Linked DNA regions of Mus musculus: all the other regions are linked to region 1. Evidence: chromatin contacts called from public Hi-C and promoter capture Hi-C data. All regions are on one chromosome and are shown on one strand. The core of a region is the stretch at or near the end of the contact, and the rest is flanking DNA. Distances in the headings are between cores, read along the strand shown. Region 1 holds the start of Kansl3 (KAT8 regulatory NSL complex subunit 3). Region 2 holds the start of Eif5b (eukaryotic translation initiation factor 5B). Region 3 overlaps Fam168b (family with sequence similarity 168, member B). Region 4 holds the start of Coa5 (cytochrome C oxidase assembly factor 5).

What was found. Promoter capture Hi-C pulls out the DNA fragments that hold promoters and counts their contacts. A called contact is a pair of places that touch in the nucleus more often than the background predicts.
Region 2: a contact with region 1 is called in a promoter capture Hi-C map of liver, with 2.8 times the contacts expected there. The contact joins the promoter of Eif5b here to the promoter of Kansl3 in region 1. A contact is called at or near these places in 2 of 39 promoter capture datasets (liver and pre-B cells), 1 of 115 datasets of contacts at active chromatin or transcription factors (pancreatic cancer cells) and 2 of 9 other capture datasets (adipose tissue and liver).
Region 3: a Hi-C map of muscle stem cells shows a contact between it and region 1, with 4 times the contacts expected there. The contact joins the enhancer-like site here to the promoter of Kansl3 in region 1. A contact is called at or near these places in 2 of 39 promoter capture datasets (cranial neural crest and hippocampal neurons), 1 of 484 Hi-C or Micro-C datasets (muscle stem cells) and 1 of 115 datasets of contacts at active chromatin or transcription factors (embryonic stem cells).
Region 4: a contact with region 1 is called in a promoter capture Hi-C map of liver, with 5 times the contacts expected there. The contact joins the promoter of Coa5 here to the promoter of Kansl3 in region 1. A contact is called at or near these places in 5 of 39 promoter capture datasets (the C10 cell line, hippocampal neurons, liver and 1 more), 1 of 484 Hi-C or Micro-C datasets (CD4 T cells) and 1 of 9 other capture datasets (adipose tissue).

Annotation. Positions count from the first base shown.
Region 1 is chr1:36,366,673-36,371,314 of GRCm38.p6, reverse strand. Kansl3 (KAT8 regulatory NSL complex subunit 3) reads left to right here and starts at 2,134. Exons shown (of 22, transcript NM_001310513.1): 1 at 2,134-2,210; 2 at 3,281-3,546. The coding sequence starts at 3,332.
Region 2 is chr1:37,995,632-38,000,273 of GRCm38.p6, reverse strand. Eif5b (eukaryotic translation initiation factor 5B) reads right to left here and starts at 2,264. Exons shown (of 24, transcript NM_198303.2): 1 at 1,950-2,264. The coding sequence starts at 1,984. Txndc9 (thioredoxin domain containing 9) reads left to right here and starts at 3,066. Exons shown (of 5, transcript NM_172054.4): 1 at 3,066-3,165; 2 at 4,433-4,641. The coding sequence starts at 4,453.
Region 3 is chr1:34,827,589-34,832,230 of GRCm38.p6, reverse strand. Fam168b (family with sequence similarity 168, member B) reads left to right here. Exons shown (of 7, transcript NM_174997.2): 3 at 3,384-3,464. Among named protein-coding and RNA genes, the nearest start is that of Fam168b, 13 kb to the left of the region's middle. Within about 2 kb of position 2,755, at least 57 of the 459 cell types and tissues checked have an H3K27ac peak or open chromatin away from gene starts, as enhancers often do. A contact at or near this core is called in muscle stem cells, where this site is marked.
Region 4 is chr1:37,427,923-37,432,564 of GRCm38.p6, reverse strand. It overlaps Coa5 (cytochrome C oxidase assembly factor 5), which reads left to right and starts at 2,462. Exons shown (of 3, transcript NM_198006.4): 1 at 2,462-2,696; 2 at 4,140-4,223. The coding sequence starts at 2,598. Unc50 (unc-50 homolog) reads right to left here and starts at 2,426. Exons shown (of 6, transcript NM_026123.4): 1 at 2,072-2,426; 2 at 989-1,272; 3 at 1-14. The coding sequence starts at 1,268.

The DNA.
Region 1 (4,642 bases), core at 885-3,384:
AAGAAATGCTACTTTGACACATGCTGAAAGATAGGAAAATATTAAGAGCCTTTGTTTTTGTAATAAAACTATCAGGTTTCTGTAAGAGCAGAAAACTTTGTGTCTACAGCAAAAACACTGCAATTGATAACATACAGTAGTCTAAAATCTGAGCCAAGGGGTTTCGAAAGATTTGTTGGCACTCTAGCTAGCTAAATGGCACGAGCCGTGCGAAAGTGCATGTTGTGTGCTCAGAACCAAGGCTGCAGTGACATTGTGGATGTGAGTCATGAACTGCCAGTTACACCCCTTGAATTAATTTTCAGTCGTTGTACACTTAGAAACATTTTGTAGCTTAATTTTCCCGACCCCTCTACCTTATTTAAGCCTAAATGGGATGGCAACTGAGTGTTTAAAACAGTGTTCTATGGTGGTGCAGGCCTATAATCCGGACACTTGAAAAGAAGAGGGGCAGAAGAGTCAGAAGTTCAAGGGCAACCAGGAAGTGGTGGGCATGCGCAGAAGACGGATCTCTGTGTTTGAGGCTAGCCTGGCCAACAGAGCTTGTTCCAGGACAGCAGGGCTCCATAGAGAAACTCTGTCTCAAAACACAAAACAAAAACAAAAACAAAACAAAAACAACCAACCAAACAAAATCAAAACCCAAATCGAACCAAACCATCAACCAAATTCAAGGTCTTCCCTGGCTGCATAGCTAGAATGAGCCTAGCCTGAGATACATGGGACCCTGTCTCTCCATCCCCTCCATAAATGAAAAAACAACCAATAACACTGAGTTCTAAGACCGGGAGGTGGGGGTCGCTCATAGTAATTGCCATCAAGAAATCAATGGAGCTCTTGACAGGTGGCAGAAATAATTGACTGCATTCCCCTGGCAACCTGGTGAATCAGGGTTTAGGCATTTGCACATTTCAAAGTTGAGAAAAAGGCTGAGCCAAGCAGTTAAAAGTCGAACCTTAAATTCATTGTTTTTAATAGCTGAGTAGTACTCCACTGTGTAAATGTACCACATTTTCTGTATCCATTCCTCTGTTGAGGGACATCCGGGTTCTTTCCAACTTCTGGCTATTATAAATAAGGCTGCTATGAACATAGTGGAGCATGTGTTCTTATTACCAGTTGGAACATCTGGATACATGCCCAGGAGAGGTATTGCTGGATTCTCTGGTAGTACTATGTCCAATTTTCTGAGGAACCACCAGACTGATTTCCAGAGTGGTTGTACAAGCTTGCAATCCCACCAGCAATGGAGGAGTGTTCCTCTTTCTCCACATCCTTGCAAGTATCTGCTGTCACCTGAATTTTTAATCTTAGCCATTCTGATGGTGTGAGGTGGAATCTCAGGGTTGTTTTGATTTGCATTTCCCTGATGATTAAGGATGTTGAACATTTTTTCAGGTGCTTCTCAGCCATTTGGTATTCCTCAGTTGAGAATTCTTTGTTTAGCTCTGAGCCCCATTTTTAATGGGGTTATTTGGTTTTCTTTAGTCCATGTTTTTGAGTTCTTTATATATATTGGATATTAGTCCCCTATCTGATTTAGGATTGGTAAAGATCCTTTTAAATACCTAATTAAAAAAACCTGGGGGAAAAAAAAATTGAACCTTACATCTGTCCTCTGCCTCATCTTCCACCTCATCCTAGTCTGAGCTGTACCAGTTTCTTATTAAACTCCGCAGAGCCCTAGAATTGTATCCCAACATTCTGCAAAGCTTTCCCTCCCTCTCTTCATCTCCCCATCTCTCTGGTTTGCTTTGAGGTCTTGAGACAGGGTGTCATGGTGTAGCTCAGGTTGTTCTGGAACTCACCTCGATCCTCCTGTCTCAGCCTCCAGAGAGTGCTAGGATTATAAACCCCGATGGGCTGAAATAAACCCCACCCGCACACTGCAAATTGAACCCAGCTCTGTAACAGGGAAGGGGACACCGAGCGCTGGGGTGGTCTGAACTATCTTGCTCTTTGTCCTCACTTTTCCCACAGAAAACGCAGAGGGAGAACGTCTCTGCCCCGGGAGTCGCGCGCGCTTTCCGCGTTCCCCACAGGTTAGCCAGGTCCCGGGCGCGGATCCGCTCCGGGCTTTGCCGCTCGCCGCCGCGCGGTTCCGGGAGAGCGATCTGCTTCCGCGTTTTCCTCAGAGCCCAAGGCGCCGGGAGGTAAGGCGCACGCGCATTGGGGTCCGGCTCGGGCGAGCGCGCGGCCGACAACTGCGGGTGAGACGCGGTTTTGCCCCGGCGCGGGTGGTGGCCCGTGGGGTTCCAGGCGTTGGGCGGCGGGCTCGGAGAAGCCCTCGGGGCTCCGCGGGCATGAGGGGTCGGGGGCTGAAGCCGCGGGCCAGGCCGGGCCGGCCGGGCGGGGCGCGGGAGGCAGACGCGGCGCTGGGGCGGCCGAGGCGCGAGGCCGAGGAGGGCCCCGGGAGGGGAGGTGGGGCCGGGCGGCTCCTCCTCGCCGGGAACTCGGGATGACCTTGGCCGAGTCGTCCGGGCTCCGGGGCCGCCGCCCGGGTGGGCCGTTTTGAGGTTCTGCGGTTCCGTGGCGGGAACCTCTCAGAGGAGCGGGCCGTTTGCTGGGCGCCTCGCCGAGGGAGGGCGAAGGAGGAGAGGCCTTCTGAGGGCCCGGCCGGGCTGAGGGCGGGCTCTAGTTTTTCTCTTCCCAAAACTCCGGAGTACCATGAGGTTGATGCAAACCTTTGGTGGAGCGTGACCCTAGGAGAGTCCCCTTGACCTCAGCCCAAAGCAATGAAGCTTGGAGGCCCGCGGTGCCCGCCTGTTGTGCTGGGGCCACCCGAGCAGACCAGCCCTGCCCACGTCCTGTTTAGGGGACGAAAAGTAGGGACCTTTAGCTTTTGATGAATTCATGTTTGTGATCCCTCTGGTTTGCAAAAACCTTTACCACCCAGGAAGAAAATTGCCCAGCAAATTTAGGTTTTTGTTTTTGAGATGGGATCTCAATATATTGCTCTGGCTGTCCTGGAACCCACTCTGTAGACTAGGCTGCCCTTGAACTCCCGGAGATCCGTCTGCTTCCGCCTCCCCAGTGCTGGGATTAAAGGCGTGCGTCACCACGCCTTGGCAATTGCAAAGGTCATGTTTTTGTGAACTGTGGAGTCTTGTCAGTTTACAGTTATAAAATTGTGTATGGCACCGTTCTGTTTGGTGGCGGTGTGGGAGGACACATAGATGTGCATAATCAAAGATCGAATGCTGAGCATAAAGACATGTTTTGATAGTGAAAGTTGGGAGAAATGGAAGCTATTGAATTCACAAGCCCCCTTTCACTGCAGGTGACTAGCATGCAGATATTCACACCCTGACTTGGCTGCTTGACTACTGACATGGCCCACCGGGGTGGGGAGAGGGACTTCCAGACTTCAGCTCGGCGGATGGGTACCTCCCTGCTCTTCCAGCTTTCAGTGCATGAGCGGGAACTGGACCTCGTTTTCCTGGATCATAGCTATGCAAAACCGTGGAGTGCCCACCCAGATGCCAGTAGTGCCCGCCCCACCCGCATGCTCTTTGTAACCCCCCGTCGGCAGCAGGAGAATACTATGTGAGTTTGAGAATACCATGTGAGTTTGGGTTTCCTTCTTAAGGAAGTGATGCGTGGCGGGGCTTAGATGTTCTTAGGAGTGATTGGGGCTGCAGGGTGAATGGAGAGCTTGGATGAGCAGCATCAGAACGGCAGGGCAAAGTTGGACACCTACACAGACATTGCCAAACATGAGTTAGGAAAGGGAGATGCGCAAAGGAAAACAGCCTAGCTTGCTTAGTTCCCAGTAACTAGATAATTCCTTCTTCCCTTTACTGCAGCATCTAGTTTGTTTGGCAGTGGCTACAATCTATCATTGAGTCTCTGGCTTCAGTGCACAGATTGGGAGACAGTTCCCAAAACATTGCTTTCAATTCTTACCTCCTTACAAAAAGCCACCTGTGGGTTAATCTAAACCCTTCCTAAGTAAGTCTCTTTATCTTTCCAGCCACCCTATGTCAGGGGGCAAGAACATTTCAAAAATGTACTCTCTGATAAATGATTTGATTATATTTGACCTAACTAATTAATTTTGAACCTTCTGACTTCACTCGTATCAGGATTTGTTGAGACACTCTTTTTCTGATCATTACAAATTTTAAGATAGGAGATTTTGTGTTTGTTTTGACTTCATGTTTAATCTTTCCTCAAGCACAGGTTATTTTTGTTTTGTTTTGGTGGGAGTTGAGATCTTGTATTTGGGTTCTATACACACACACACACACACACACACACACCCCTCTCTCTCTCTCCAGACAGTAAGTAGTATGAACTCTGATCTTCCTGCCTGCACCTCTCAGGTGCTCGGATTATAGATCTGTGTTACCTCCATCACTTGGGTCTTACTGTGTACCCCTGGCTGGCTTTGAGCTTGCTGTGTAGTTCAGGTTGGCAGCCTCCCTACGTTCCGATTGCAGTCATTGCTGTGGCTTAGAGTAATAGTTTGCTTATTTAAGATAGGGTTTCTCTATGTAGCCCTGGCCATCCTGGCACTCTCTATGTAGATCAGGCTGGCTCACAGATCTGTCTGCTTCAGCCTCCCAAGTGCAGACCTGTAATACCTCCCAGCTCAGAGGAGTTTTTCTTTCCTAATGATAGTAACAGGTTTTTGGCTTTC
Region 2 (4,642 bases), core at 1,015-3,514, 1.6 Mb before region 1:
GCCTGTTCTCAAATGGTTAGTGTGTTAGTATACCAAGAGTGGAGCTGGATCTCTTCTGTTCTAAAGATTTCCCACAGGGGAAAATCTTTTATAAACAAATCTTTACTAAAACTGCAGACAAAAATTAGTATCTTTCCTTCCAATAGCTTTTCTCCATCGTTAAAAAGTCCGAAAGGTAAGTAAAAACTAGAAACTGAGTAACAAAAATATGGATTTTTTAAATTTAAACTTGGTATAAACATGAATCAAACAGATAAACTGGAAAAAAAAAAACTTTAAAAACTCAAGGAAGCCTCCTAGTAATCTACTCCTGTAATTCCTTACAAGGTGAAGGAGAGTCAGGAGGTTCAAGGAAGCCCCTCTGGCCACACAGAGAAGCAGCCAGGCTAAGCTGTGTGAGACCCAGTTTTAACAACTCTAAAAAACGCTATCAGGGAAAACAGAAACTAGCTTTAGAGGTAAGAAAACAGTTCCTATTCCTTAGTCCAATCCAACTGTGGTTGTCTTGTTACATTTCTACAGGGCCCCAGCACAACCTTTATCTTCCAGATACACCTGACGTTTGTACACATGAAAGGCCTCAGATTTGGTTTAGACTGTCCAACAAGTGGGTATTTTAGAACTGGCCAAGTGATGATGTTTGCAGACCGGCAAAGGCAGGGTAGGGTGATGATTTAACACAGAAACAGACAATGCAGAGTACATACATAGATAGATGACTGATAGAACTCAAAATTCTTCTCAGAAAAATATAAATAAATAAAATGTTACTCACGTATGCCAATGTCCTACCAAAGGTTCAGGAATATCTGCTTACCTCTTTTTATTCTCCTGATTTGACTAACAGTAACTTTCAGGCCACTCTTTGAGAAGCCCTACCCCCATTCTAGAGGAAGTTCTCAGCTTCCCTGCTCTACAGAACCCTCCTCTGTTGTCCCTCTTAATGCTCACATCTAAATCTGTAATAAACCCTGTTCCTCATAAACACTAACTCTGCCACAAGAAACCCAGAATCTATTCCGCAGACCAGTTTACATTCTCCAACAGACCTAAAACCAAAATACAAGCCTAGTCTTTAAATTCTTCTTGCCAGATAGCCAACTGCGAGGTCCACACACTTAAGTGTTCCGACATACACTTCAACAGCTTTAACTTCAAAACCATGTCTGTGTGAGCCACAGCGATGAAGTGCCACAAGGCTTGGTTTTGTTTTCGGTTACCTGTAGTGTTTTAAATTAAGTTGAATGGCCATTACTTAAAGATGAAATGGAACAGATGGTTGCAGACGCCCAGGAAGTCAACTCAACTGAAAAGGGTAAAAGAACTTAATCGAACGTGGCACAGGCATGCTCCCCAAATCTCCGCCTAAGTAGCTCATAAACACACACTCCTTCCCCTGAAAAGGCTTTTTCTTTTAAGGTTAGAAAGCAGCGACCCTTGACTGGTTTCTTCCCCTCCTCCTTTCTTAAGGGAAGCGGTAGGAAGCCAAGACATACGCAAAAAAAAAAAAAAAAAGAGGCCGGAAAATGGAAAGCCAGAAAGCAGGACTGGGCAACCGGGACTTTAAATAACCCCAGAAGTGTTTCCAACTTGGCACACGGGAGGAGGGAGCCGCTGGGCTACCTCTCCGCAACCCCGAGCACCTCCGAAGTTCCTGAGCCGCTCTGGGAGGCGTTCCCAGGGCCAGGGGAGGCGAGGGAGCCGTTCCCGGCCCGCCCCACCCGGGCTCTCCGGGCCCGGCTCGCACTCACCTGGGCCGTAGGCCTGGCTTAGCAGCGCCCGAGCCCGGCCCCACACCGCCCGGACCCCCAAACGACCTCCGAGCCCCTCAGCCCCACGCCTCGGACCCCAGCCCGAGCCCCGGCCGCGGGACGCGCCCCGTCGAGGCTCGCCCATCCAGGGCCCCGCGCGACTCCCGGAGGACCCCCGGCCCGAGCCCCGCCGCCTACCTGTCTTCGCTCTTGTTTTTCTGTTTCTTCCCCATCGCTTGTCAACGGCGCTCGCGGCCCCGGCCCCTCGGTTCGGTGTCTCACAGACCCACTGTCTCCCGGCTGACTCCAATGCCCGCTCGGCTCGGTCCCCCTCGCGCCGCCGCCTCTCGCACCCGGCTCTCCACAGACCCGCGCACTGGGACAGGGCACATATGGTGTGAGCCCTCAGTACGCAAGCGCATCGCCCCGCCGCCTCGGCGTGGGGACGCAGGGCGCGGCTCATCGAGAGCGGCGCTTCGGCTAGAGCGTCTCCAGTAGAGCCGCCGGCCAGGTGGGAACCCAGGCGCCCCCTCGCCGCAAGTGAGCGCCGCGCACCGACGTCCGGCGGATCCCGGGTTCTAGAACCTAGAGGACGACAATGAGGCCGTTCATTTCTCACGTCGGCACCCTTCCCGGGGCTGGCTTTCGACGCAGAAGTGGGACTGAAAATTCTCCCCTGCCTACGCGGCCTCAGCTGCGGGAAGTCCATTACAGGACCACAAAGAGTCAATGATGAGCGTTCTGGGGGTGGCAGGACAAAAAATGGGATCCCTCTCAGAAACACTCATGAATTGTCAACTGTGTACATTTATTAAGGGGAAAAAGACATAAGGACACAGCAACGGGTCCCCTAATATGAATCTTCGTATGAGCAAGTTCTAAAAATTCATGTGCCTAAGAAAGTCAGGAGGGAAGATCCTGGCATGGTGAAAATTTTCTCCATGTTTCGGGGCGATGTTACTAGTGTGAGCTGTGTATAAATTATAATGTACTGTAAGCTACACTTTCGAAACTATTAAACACAACGAGAAATGAAGCCCCTCTGTCACTCAGGCTCAAGACCCGGCTCGTTTCCCGGTAGAGCCGGGACCCGCAGTCAGTGCACAAAGAACTACAATTCCCAACGTGCCTAGCGCCCATCCCTCCGGCCATTAGCCCACGTGAAGCGTAGGCTCGGAAGCCAGTAGTTCCGGGTGGCGGAGGATAGGGCTTCTCCGAGGCTTTCGTCACTCGCCACCGCCCTTTCCGCGAGTGTCTCACATTGTATCGCGAGAGGACTGTAGCCAATGAAGTGGCGGAGTTAACAGCCCCTTCTCTGCCCTTAACAATTGCTGCGAGGTTGAAACCTGTGTGAACCCGGTGGGTATTCTTGATCTGCGGCTTCCTCTCTCCGTAGGCCTCATCAATAGTCCAGGTACGGCTGAGGGTGATGTGGCCGATAGTGCCACAGCGTCCCAGTGTTGATGAAGGACACATCCTCGGCTGGGATCGAGGGAGCGGCTGGGAGGGCCTCGTCTGGGCGGCTGCGGAGGCTACGGCGCATGCGCCCCAGTTAGTGCGAAATCGGGTCCCCCCGGAACTACTCCACCAGTCTCTTGAGCTCAGGGAGTGGCGAAGAGTCTGCTGACAGGTACATGGGGTTAGGGTTTCGGTTAGGAGTTTGTAGGGGAGTACATAGGTGTCAGGGCCCCCAGTTCGTCGGTAAGAATAATACTCGATTTGGTTCAATAAATAGAAAGTTATGTCCTTACCCCCAATATAAAGGCAGTGACCACCTCCGCCTAATTCAGGGCAGCACTTTTAGTCGCGTGAAGCTCCGCATTTAAACGTAAAGGTCTCCTGTGAAATTCTCGGTGATAAACGAATACTGTGATGCAGATTCTGAGTGGCTGGTCTCGGATCCTTCTCTCTCTTCCCCGAGTTAGGGATCCTGGGAGTACAGCTTCTTTTCAGTTGTATAGTATTTATGAGAAGCTGACAGTTGGAGTTTTTAAATGACCTTATGTAGCCCAGGCCTATCGCTCCAAATATGAGGTGTGACCCTTATGCTTCTGCCCTTGAGAGCTGAGGTTGTAATCATGAGCCACCATGCCCAGGCTTATTTTGTGTGTGAGCTGATTAGTTTTAGCTGTCAACTTGATAGAATAATCTACGGTCACCTAGGAAGAAAGACTCATTGAGAAATTGGGTAGATTAGGTTGGCCAGTGGGCATGGCTCAGAGAGTAGGGATTGTCTTGGTTGCATTAATTAATCTACTCCCAGATTAATGTTGTTCTCCAGCAGATGTTGGACACAAGTAGACGTGTGTGTAATTACTTCTCTCTGCTTCAAGAGCCTGCCTTTAGTCGTAGAAGCGATGGGCTGTCACCTGGACTTGTAACGTTTATGTCAGGATATTTTTGAGGAAGTATGCCGAAAAGCAAGCTAGTGTATTTAGGGATTTCCCTGGATTCTGGAACCATAAATGAGATCTTTGATGGTTTACATCTTTATTCTGGTTTTGGCAGGTGTTGGGGCCTACATGCTGAGTTCTAAGGCCAAAATAGTGCCTCCAACATGGCATCTGTTGTGTTAACCTCTCAGGCTCTGTTACAGAGACCCTGTTTTAAAAAAAAAAAAAAAAACAACAAAGCCCCCGAAATGTAAACTTAATACTTATTTTTTATGCCCCCTCCCCCAGCACCAAGACCACTTAGAACAATGGAAGGTAATGGATCCGTCGACATGTTCTCAGAAGTCCTGGAGAACCAGTTCCTCCAGGCCGCTAAGCTGGTGGAGAATCACTTGGACTCTGAAATTCAGAAACTGGATCAGATTGGTGAAGATGAACTGGAGCTGCTCAAAGAAAAGAGGCTGGCGGCGCTCAGGAAGGCTCAGCAGCAGAAACAAG
Region 3 (4,642 bases), core at 1,506-4,005, 1.5 Mb after region 1:
AGCCTTAGCCAGCATCAGGTACCAGGAGCAAAATTGCTGGTTGGAGGAGGCCTTCTTCTTCCACTCAGTTTCAGGGAAGAGATTCTAGGAATTGTTTCCATACCACTTTACAGGGCTTGCCTGTTCTTTCCATTGCTTTTATATAAATATAATGACCTATCTTGTAGAATTTTCTTACTCAGCCCAATTCCTTTTCTGTTGGGGTTACTTGAAGGGTTTGCTATTTCCCAAATGTTGAAGACAAATTAACCTGGTGCCTTTAATAACTGTGTTGGTGGCAGCGACCAGCAAGGTAGAGTCCAAGAAAGTAAACACACAGCTTTTAGGGCACTTTCTAGCTGACTTGGGTAGAGATTCTCATTTGTACTCTTGGAAGATTTTCCTCTCACATTCTCCCTAACAGCACCATGCTGTCAACCTCGAATTTTAAGAAATGCCATCAGTGGAGTTGGGGTTCATGTCAATTGAATTTTTTGTTTTCCCTTATTGGAGTTTTGCTCTTCTATATTCATCTGTGCAGGGCCCTTGTGGATTTGTTTGTCAGCACTAGAAGCCAGGAGAGACAGACAAAGACAGACAGACAGCCCCAGCCCCCCCTCCCCCCCACACACATCCTGTCTTCTCTCTTGACATAGTTCATGGTCTTTGAAGTCGTCATCATAAAGCAGTCAGTATCATAAAAATGGCTAGTGTTTAGGATCACTTCCTACCTGTCCATCCTCTCTATGCTAAGGAGGTGGAGCTGATGTTGAAGGACACAGGCATTGGTAACCACTGGAGAGCCTTTTCAGGACAAGAATTAGTACAAGGAAGCAGTGTTGCTGAGCCTTGCTTCATGGAAGCTTGCAGACTGTATGGTGGAGAGAGTAAACTTCTGTGATTTCACAGTCATCTGAGGAAGTGTGCAGTGACCTTCAGAGCTGCAGCCCTGTGTGTTTGTGCTGCCCAGGAGATGGACTGTGTTCATTTTAGGTCTTAGTGAGGAGTAGCATGAGTTTGTATGCTGAAGTGATGGAGCAGGACGGGTATAGCAGGAGCAAGCCTCCTCGGGAGATGAGAGGGTGGTGTTGATGCCCACACAGCTGTGTCATGAGTCAGTCCATTAGACTTGGTGCCTGCTAACTCACTGTTGGAAGGCTGGGATGGACTCTGGTCACAAGCACTGGTGTAGATGGTTTCCTGAGGATTATGAGGGAGGCATGAGGAAATTTTCTTGTGTGTGTGTGTGTGTGTGTGTGTGTGTGTGTGTGTGTGTGTGTGTGTGTGTTATGGCCTATGGAATTTGATCTAGTTAGTGGCATTTCTGGTTTAAAAAAAATTATATCATAAAAGGTTTTTGCTCCTAACTGGTTCTCTGGTACCTAAGCAGTATCCTGCTTAGGGTGAGTTGATACTGCTTGACCTGGTTTGCTTTGGGCCTCTGGGTTGGTCCATAGGACATTGGTGAAAATCACTTCCCTGCTGACCAGTACTGCCCACTCACTGTCTGACTGACTGAAGAAGGCAAGTGGGAAAGAAAGAGTCCAGAAGAGAGCCTGACCAGTTGTACCAAGGTAGAGGAAGATCCAATTGAAGACCAAGGGGAGGAGTGTGGAGGCTCCAGCTTCATGCAGGAGAAGAGAACTGAGCCCTTGTAGGGGTTCCTGTGCACTGTGGAGGGGTGACTTCATTGCAGCACAAACCTTAGGCTTGTTTAAGAAGGCTTTGGGGAGGTCAGATTTCGAAGCAGGAGTATCATCAAGAATCTGGCCTTTAACGGCTTGTCACCCTACCCTGTGGATTACTGGGGCTGGTTTAGATGATCTGACTGGCTAAGCAGGTGCCCCTGCTCCCTTACCACTCCTGAGTGCTCCTCCCCAAGTTACACACTCAGGGGACTTTGCCTGACAGAGGAATGGTTTTCAGCTAAGACAGTGGTTCTCAGCCTGTGGGTCTCAACCCCTCTGGGGTTCATGCAAGTTGAATTCTTTTTCCCCTTATTGGGGTTTTGCTTTTCTATGTACATTTATGTGGGGCCCTGTGGCTGAACGACCCTTTTCACAGGGTTTGCTTGAGACCATCAGAAGACAGATAATTACATTACAATTCATGACAGTAGCAAAATTATAGTTATGAAGTAGCAATGAAAGTAACTTTATGGTTTACCCTCACCATAGCATGAGGAGCTAACTGTATAGAAGGGTCTTAGCATTAGGAAGGTTGAGAACTACTACTCTAAGGTTTTATGAATGGCTGCTTTATTTACCCTGCTAGATCTGCCACATGAGGGGCCCGAGGCCCAAGATGAAGGTGCCTGCCCCTAAGCACAACAGCTGGATTTCAATCCCTAAGACCCACATCAGGGAGGAGAGAATCCTGTGCCATCCTTTCAAAGAAAGGAAACTGATCTTACTTAGATATGGATTCTGATTGTATTTTCTTATTCTGGGTTTCTTTGAGGTTAATTATAGCCTTTTTATTAAAAGACTTGAGTTTAATGATCCTGACATCCTGGGCTCCTAACTGGCCAACTTGAACTGAGGAAGCTGGGAATTAGAAATTCAGAATGTGAGGATGCCTGAAATGAAGTTAGAAGTTTGAAATAGTCTGAATCAAGAACAAAATTTACTAGCTTTTAAATAAAACAATCTGGCTCTTTCTTTGTAACTGCCCCCCTCCCCCCATCAGCAAAAAGTGGGCCCTAGGGTGGGTTTAAGTTCACTTTGAATTCTGGTTCTTTGTGCAGTGGAGCCTGGTGAGGATAATGACATAGTGCAGGATGCTGAACACTCTTGTTGACTCACAGATGATGTGATTCTGGGGTGGAACTGCCAGGGGTGTTAGGTTTCGAGAGGAATTCTTTTTCCTTTCTCCCCTCTTCCATTTTTACTCTCCCTTCTTTTCCTTCTGCTTAAAATTGTGACTTAGCTATTCTTTTTTACCAGACAGGGTCTTGCTGTGTAGCCCTTATTGTCCTGGAACTAAGTTATCTACTTACCTTTGCCTCTCACATGCTAGAATTAAAGATGTACACTATACCCAGCGTTACTTGTTGGCTCTTACATGGTTATTTTGGCCCAGGGATTGACTCTAGGCTCTCACACATGTTAAACTGCTCTGTGCCCTAACTTGCACTAGATGCAGCTGTTCTGGACAGTGGATTCCTGCCTGATTCCCACACCACCACCCCCACTCCCGCCCCAGTTGTGGAGTGTGAACATTTAATTATAGATCTAACAGTCTAGGTTATGTTGGTGACTCGTCACAATTCTAAGAAGAGAAGCTGACTAGAGATGATTTTGTTTTGAGCAGGTTGTGTGGAAGTCAGAAACAGTGAAGAGGCATGGTGGTCAGGTGGTTGCATTTCCATTGATAATGCTGTTGTGCTGTCTGTCTCATTGCAGCTGGTTTTCCTGTGGGCTATGCAGCAGCACCTGCCTATTCTCCTAACATGTACCCTGGAGCGAATCCTACCTTCCAAACAGGTATGTACTGCATGACACAAGTCTGTGGATCTGGAGAGGAAGTATGGAACTGGACTTTGTGGTGGGGTGGCTATCTACATTCATAAATGAACTTGTTAGTGGGTGTGATCAAACTTCAGGTCTCAGTGCATATAAACTTTGCTCTATTCAGTTTCTCAGATCTGCCCGCCAGCCTCTGGGCTGTACAGGTAATTCTTTGTGCCTGATACCTTTCTTATGATAGGATATCCTACAAGGACTGAAGACCATTTTGTCACTGAGTTCTGCCCAGGGTGCTCTGGTTATATTTTTAAAATCAAATTCTACTTTACATACACAGGACATGCAAATATTTTCAGATTTGAGAACTTGCTGGTTAAAATTGAAAATGAGTTTGTTTTGTTCTGAACTACATAAAGATTATTTAGTAAGATTTCCTCCTGCACCCTCTAATGTTAGCTGTCAGCTTCTCTTGGGCTTTACTTACTGGGACAAGACATTGTGATTCCATGAGATGTGCTGGCTCATGCTTTGACATAAGAGCTGAGCTTGTCCCATGGGAGCCGGCTGTTGAGGCTGCTGGGCCAGTGCTTTCCTCACACAGCTCTAGGCCTGCAGTTGCTTTGGGTAGAAGAGGAAGCCGTGGTGCCCTGCTGTGAGTGCCTTCCTTGTGACTTCCTTCCTTCCATAAATCTGCCCTCTCACCCATCTCTTGTGCGCCTAGCCTTCTGCCCTTCTAGGCGTGTGTTCCTGTTCACCATAGTCATGTGATCGTACACAGCCGTGCAGGCAGAAGTTTAATAATTTCTCATCTCTGGGAGCCAAGAGTCTCTCCTTTGGTCTCCTCGCTCTTTCCCAGAGTGCCTTCTTAGAAAGCTCCTCCCTCTTGTGATGTTTCTGCCTCCTTTTCACTCCTTGCCCTCCTACACCTGTCACTGAGACTGTGTGGCACATCTTCAGTAGTTTCCCACCGTGCTACTCAGTAGGGCGTCCACAGTTCTGCCACCCTGTTTCTGTTTTAAGGCACTTTATGTTTAAACAGTGCTCCTGTATATATAATTAACACACTGCCCATAATGTGCATTTGATCATTTCTGCTGTGAAGTGTACATCTATCACAGGTGGCAGGGAACATACCTGTTTGGGCAAATTTGGTTCTGTCAAAGAATCATACATGTGTTTTCTCTTGTTATAGATGA
Region 4 (4,642 bases), core at 1,213-3,712, 1.1 Mb before region 1:
TCCTATGGTGGACACTGAAATAAAGAGTTACAAGTCACTGCCAGGCTCAGGTACAAAACAGTCCCTGACTCCCATACACCCACAGTGTAGTAGAGGTGGCACACAGATGATGAAGAAAACCCTCATGACAAGGTACATGCAACTGATGTGGAAAGAGATGTCACCTCTGAATGCAGTAAATGACAGGACACAGGGCACTCAGAACACCAGTGTGGACGGGACGGCACTCAACTTACTCTTAAGTCCAGTTAAATGTGAAAAGCACCTACATACTCCAGTACCCTCTAGTTGACGGGGACTGTTGATGTTCTCCAGTTGGGGTACTGGAGAATCTAAAGGTTCTTTTCCAGTTTGATCAGTACTTTCAGAACTCTTACCCTGGAAGGCTGGGGGTGCAGCTCACTTGCCTGGTAGATTTAAGTCACTGGTTTCTATTCCTGGTCCTACCAACCCCTGCCCCTCCGCTTGACAAAAAACAAAAATAAAAAGATAGCAATCTGCCGGCCTTGCAGATTTGCCTAATTAAGAAATGTAATTCCTATCCTAATATTTCTTGGCACACACTTGGGTTTGGTTCTTATTAGTTTTGTTCTGTTTGTTTTAAAGTCAGCCAGTGTGGCAGAACACGACTGTCAAGCCAGCACTAAGAGACTGAGTTAAGAGCTTCCTGAGTGCCAGGCCAGCCTGGCCTACACATCTAGAAGCTGTTTCAAAAGAGAAGGAATAAACCAACTCTGGGACGAACCCCATGCCCTACTTTCATACACTGGGTACAGTAGTTTACTCTGGCGTGTTACAGCCAGCACTAGGAAGAACTCCACTTTCTTTCTTGCCAGTTTTCTCATGTTTTAGAAAAGACAAACAAATCCCACAGCTTCACACACCCCAAGAGTCTGACCCGCCATACATTATCCCAAAAGATAAAGTTTCCTCTGAAAACCCCAATTTGTTTTTCTACTATACTGCTTGTAAACTGAGACACACTTACCACAGAGCCAGATACTTAAGAGGACTAAGAAGGCAGGGTCATCTCTGGCCCACTGGTCCTTTGTTTGCTTCCGGTAGTGAAAGTTTCTATAAACCCTCTGAGGAGAGGTAAACAGGTAGAGCATCTGCCATGCAGCAAACTCAAAGTCCATCTGCCGAAATCGAAAGAGCCTTCTGAGGTACTTGTAGCGTTTTGCTCCAGCCGTGTGCCTTGCTGCATCCCTGGAATTTAATACTCCATTCCCGTGCATCGAAGAACTCAAGGAAGTACTTGGTAGCATCTTCCTAGATGGAATGAGAACATTTCTCTTAGATGTAATCTTAAATGTAATTATTTGGCTACTAGAACTCCTCGTCAGCGCTATGACGTTTTCTCTTGCCACCTTCAGAAAGGATTAGGGGCCAGAAGCTATAGAGTTGGTTCTGGGGCTTGTCTAGGGGCTGGCCAAGGGTAATGCCATCAAGGCAGTACCACAAACTCCTGTATCACCTGAAACAAGCACTTAACTTCAGTCGATGGTTTCCCAACCTTCACCTCAATCAAGCCTTTGACAGCTGCAGTAGCTCACTACTGATAATGGAGGCCAAGGAAAAAGCAGCACAAGGGGGTGTGCAATGACGTCCTCATTAACACGGGACAATGACCGAACACTGGTTCAAAATTCCGTGTTTGTAATGACCAAGATTTAAAACAAACAAAAAGTTTAATCTAAAAGCAAGGTTACTGAAAAAGTAAGACACACAGTTTATTTGTACAAGTCCATCGGCGATGGCCAGCAAGTCCCTGGTTATTCAGAATGTGACAATAAAAATTACACTCCTTGATGGTTTTACTCCTAGGATGGCTGGGTAGGAGGAATAACAGCGCGAAGGGGCCAGTCCAACTAGTCCGAAGCTAAATGACTGCTGGTCACCGCCCAGCCTACCTGCCCTCCGCGGCGCGGCGCGGCGCCCCGCCCCGCCAGCAGGTCTCCATTACCCCAAGCCTCTGTCAACTAAAAATACAAACGGCCCAGTGACATTTGACTTAAGAACAAGCAACGACAAGGTTTCAGGGTGTGTGTCTCCTTGCAAAATTTCAGACCTGCTTAGAATAGAAAAACGGCTCTAATCCTGCGATTCCCACGTAAGCGGCTGTCTTTGGTTTTACCCAGCAGCTCCACGGCGGGCCTAGGACTCGAGCTGCCGGGCGCCGGCCGGTCCCTCGCCCAGCCGCTGAGACGCCAGGTCGCGAGCTAACCGTGGAAACGGCCGACGGCACGAACGCCACCCTGCGCACACAGAGCAGGCCGCACCTGAAGGCCCTCGAGGCCTCGTCCTGGGCCCGGGACTACCGCCACCTTCCCAGGGCAGCCGAGCCCAGCCGCCGCTGGGGCCACTTCCCTTCCCGCTACGTAGCCCGCACTTGCGGCGCTCTGTATTTACGTTACGGACACGCACTTCCGCCACGCGTGCGCATACCCTGAAGAGTCGCACTCCTGGCGGAAGTTGTTGAGACTTTCTCCCACCCTCGCCGGTAGCTTGCCAGTGGGCGTGTCCCACGCCCTTCCGGGCCGTGCGGGGTGACCGAGGGCCGTGATCCAGTGTGGTGAGGGCGGTGGGTCCCCGCCATGCCCCGGTATTATGAGGACAAGCCGGAGGGCGGCGCGTGTGCGGGCGTGAAGGAGGATCTGGGTGCATGTCTGCTGCAGTCTGCCTGTGTGCTCCAGGTAGCGGATCTGGGTGGCAGAGCTCAGTCAAGACTGGCTCCATGATGGCCTGCGAGGGGAGGTCACGTCGAGGGTAGAGGTCGCGCGTCCGCTCCTGACTTTGGACAGGTCTCTTGAGCTCGCATCCCCAGTTCTTACTGGTGTTAAGTGGGAGATAACTTACTACCCACCTAAGGATTTTGTAAACCTTCAGCCAGCTCTGTTCAGGAAGCGATCCCTGAGTGCTGGCACGCGCCACCAGAGACTCCCACTCTAAGGGCAGCTGCCAAGGCCTGTGCCTGCGCCGCATGGCTACTTGATCTGTGGTGGAGAGTTTTGGTTCCTTGGCTTCTAGAATATGGAAGTATCTCATGGTGTGCCATAGTTTCTCTCTGCCGATCTTTAACCTATCTTAAACCTATAGCATTGCATTCTGGGAGGAATTCAACATAAGCCTTTATACTATGTGCTGCCTTGGGAAACAGGCGAGGAATGAGAAGGGCTCAGAGAAACGTAGGGTATGAACTCAGATGATCACAACGTACCTTCCAGTGGGGGATAGTGAGGAGAAAGGGGAGTGGGGAGAAGGTTCAGAACTTTCTCAAAAATAGACTTCTTAAGATTTTATGACTCTTGGAAAACCAGAAAAGTTGAAACTTCCAGAGGGAACTCAGTATGGTTTTCCCATTACTGACCTTGACCTCAGAAGAGCAAGGCCTCTTGCCCGCTGACTCATCTCTCCAGCCCCTCCACCTTATTACTTGAGATAGCATGTCAGTGGACCTAATTGGCTAGCCTAACCAGATCTGCTTGGCTCCACTCCCATTCTGGGATAAACGACTTCTGCCACCATGCCCAGCTCTTTATGTGGGTGCTGAACTGGGAGCTCTCATGCACAGCAAGCATTTTCTTTACTTAGCCACTTTGCCAGCCCCTCCCTATTAACATTTATATACAGAGTTTAGTACTAACACTAAAAGGTCTTTATTTTAACACATCCAATTCATGGTTCTCATCCATAGGAAGGCTTATACAAACATTGACGATATGTCCTAAAAATCTTAGGCTCTGGGGGCTGGAAAATAGATGGCTCAGTGGTTAAGAGCACTTGTTGCTCTTACAGAGGGTCAGGATTTGGTCCTAGCAGCCATAAGGTGGTGCACAATCATCTATCCTCCAGTTCCTCCTGGTAGCCTCTTTGACATCCATAGGCACCAGGTCTGTATGTAGTGCATGTTTGTACATGCAGGCAAACACTCATAAAATTAAATTTCAAAGCAGACTCAAAATACTTACTTATTTGATAATCTTTACATTTGCTTTTCTTTAATCACCAAGGTTAATAAAAAGGAATTAAGAATTTTCTTAAGTCAACTTTAAAAAAAAAAACTACTTTCAGAAGAACAGTTGTCTGTGCTTTGTGGGACAGTCTTTCAGACATTCACATTGGTTTGTATATCACAGGAAGGAAAATCCCCACGGCAGTGTTTGAAGGAAGGCAACTGTAGAGCTTTGCAGTATTCCTTTTTTGAATGTAAAAGATCAATGGTAAGTGATGAACCATTTCAAAAGCTTATGTTACCTATACATAGAATTAAATGTGAATGATTTAATGGTCATACATCAGTTGTAGTGATATGGTTTGGATAATGGTGTGGGGACTCCAGTGATGAACATAGAGCAAGCATACCATGTTATCCTGTAGAGCAGCTGGCCCTCATGGTTTCCTGAAAGCTGGAGGATGAGGTCTCAGCAAGTCCTAAATAGGAAGAGCTGACCTCATGAATTCAGGTCATTGGCAGTTGCACACAAGCCTAGCAGGCTGAGGACAGCGTTGGCACTTCTGTCTTACACGGCCAGGAAGAAGTGTCAGTGCTTGAGTTTTGGCGTGAAAGATGGTGGCAGGAGGTCCCCAAATGACATCACTGGTGCCTGGGCAATATGCTACCATTCCACGACTTGAAAGA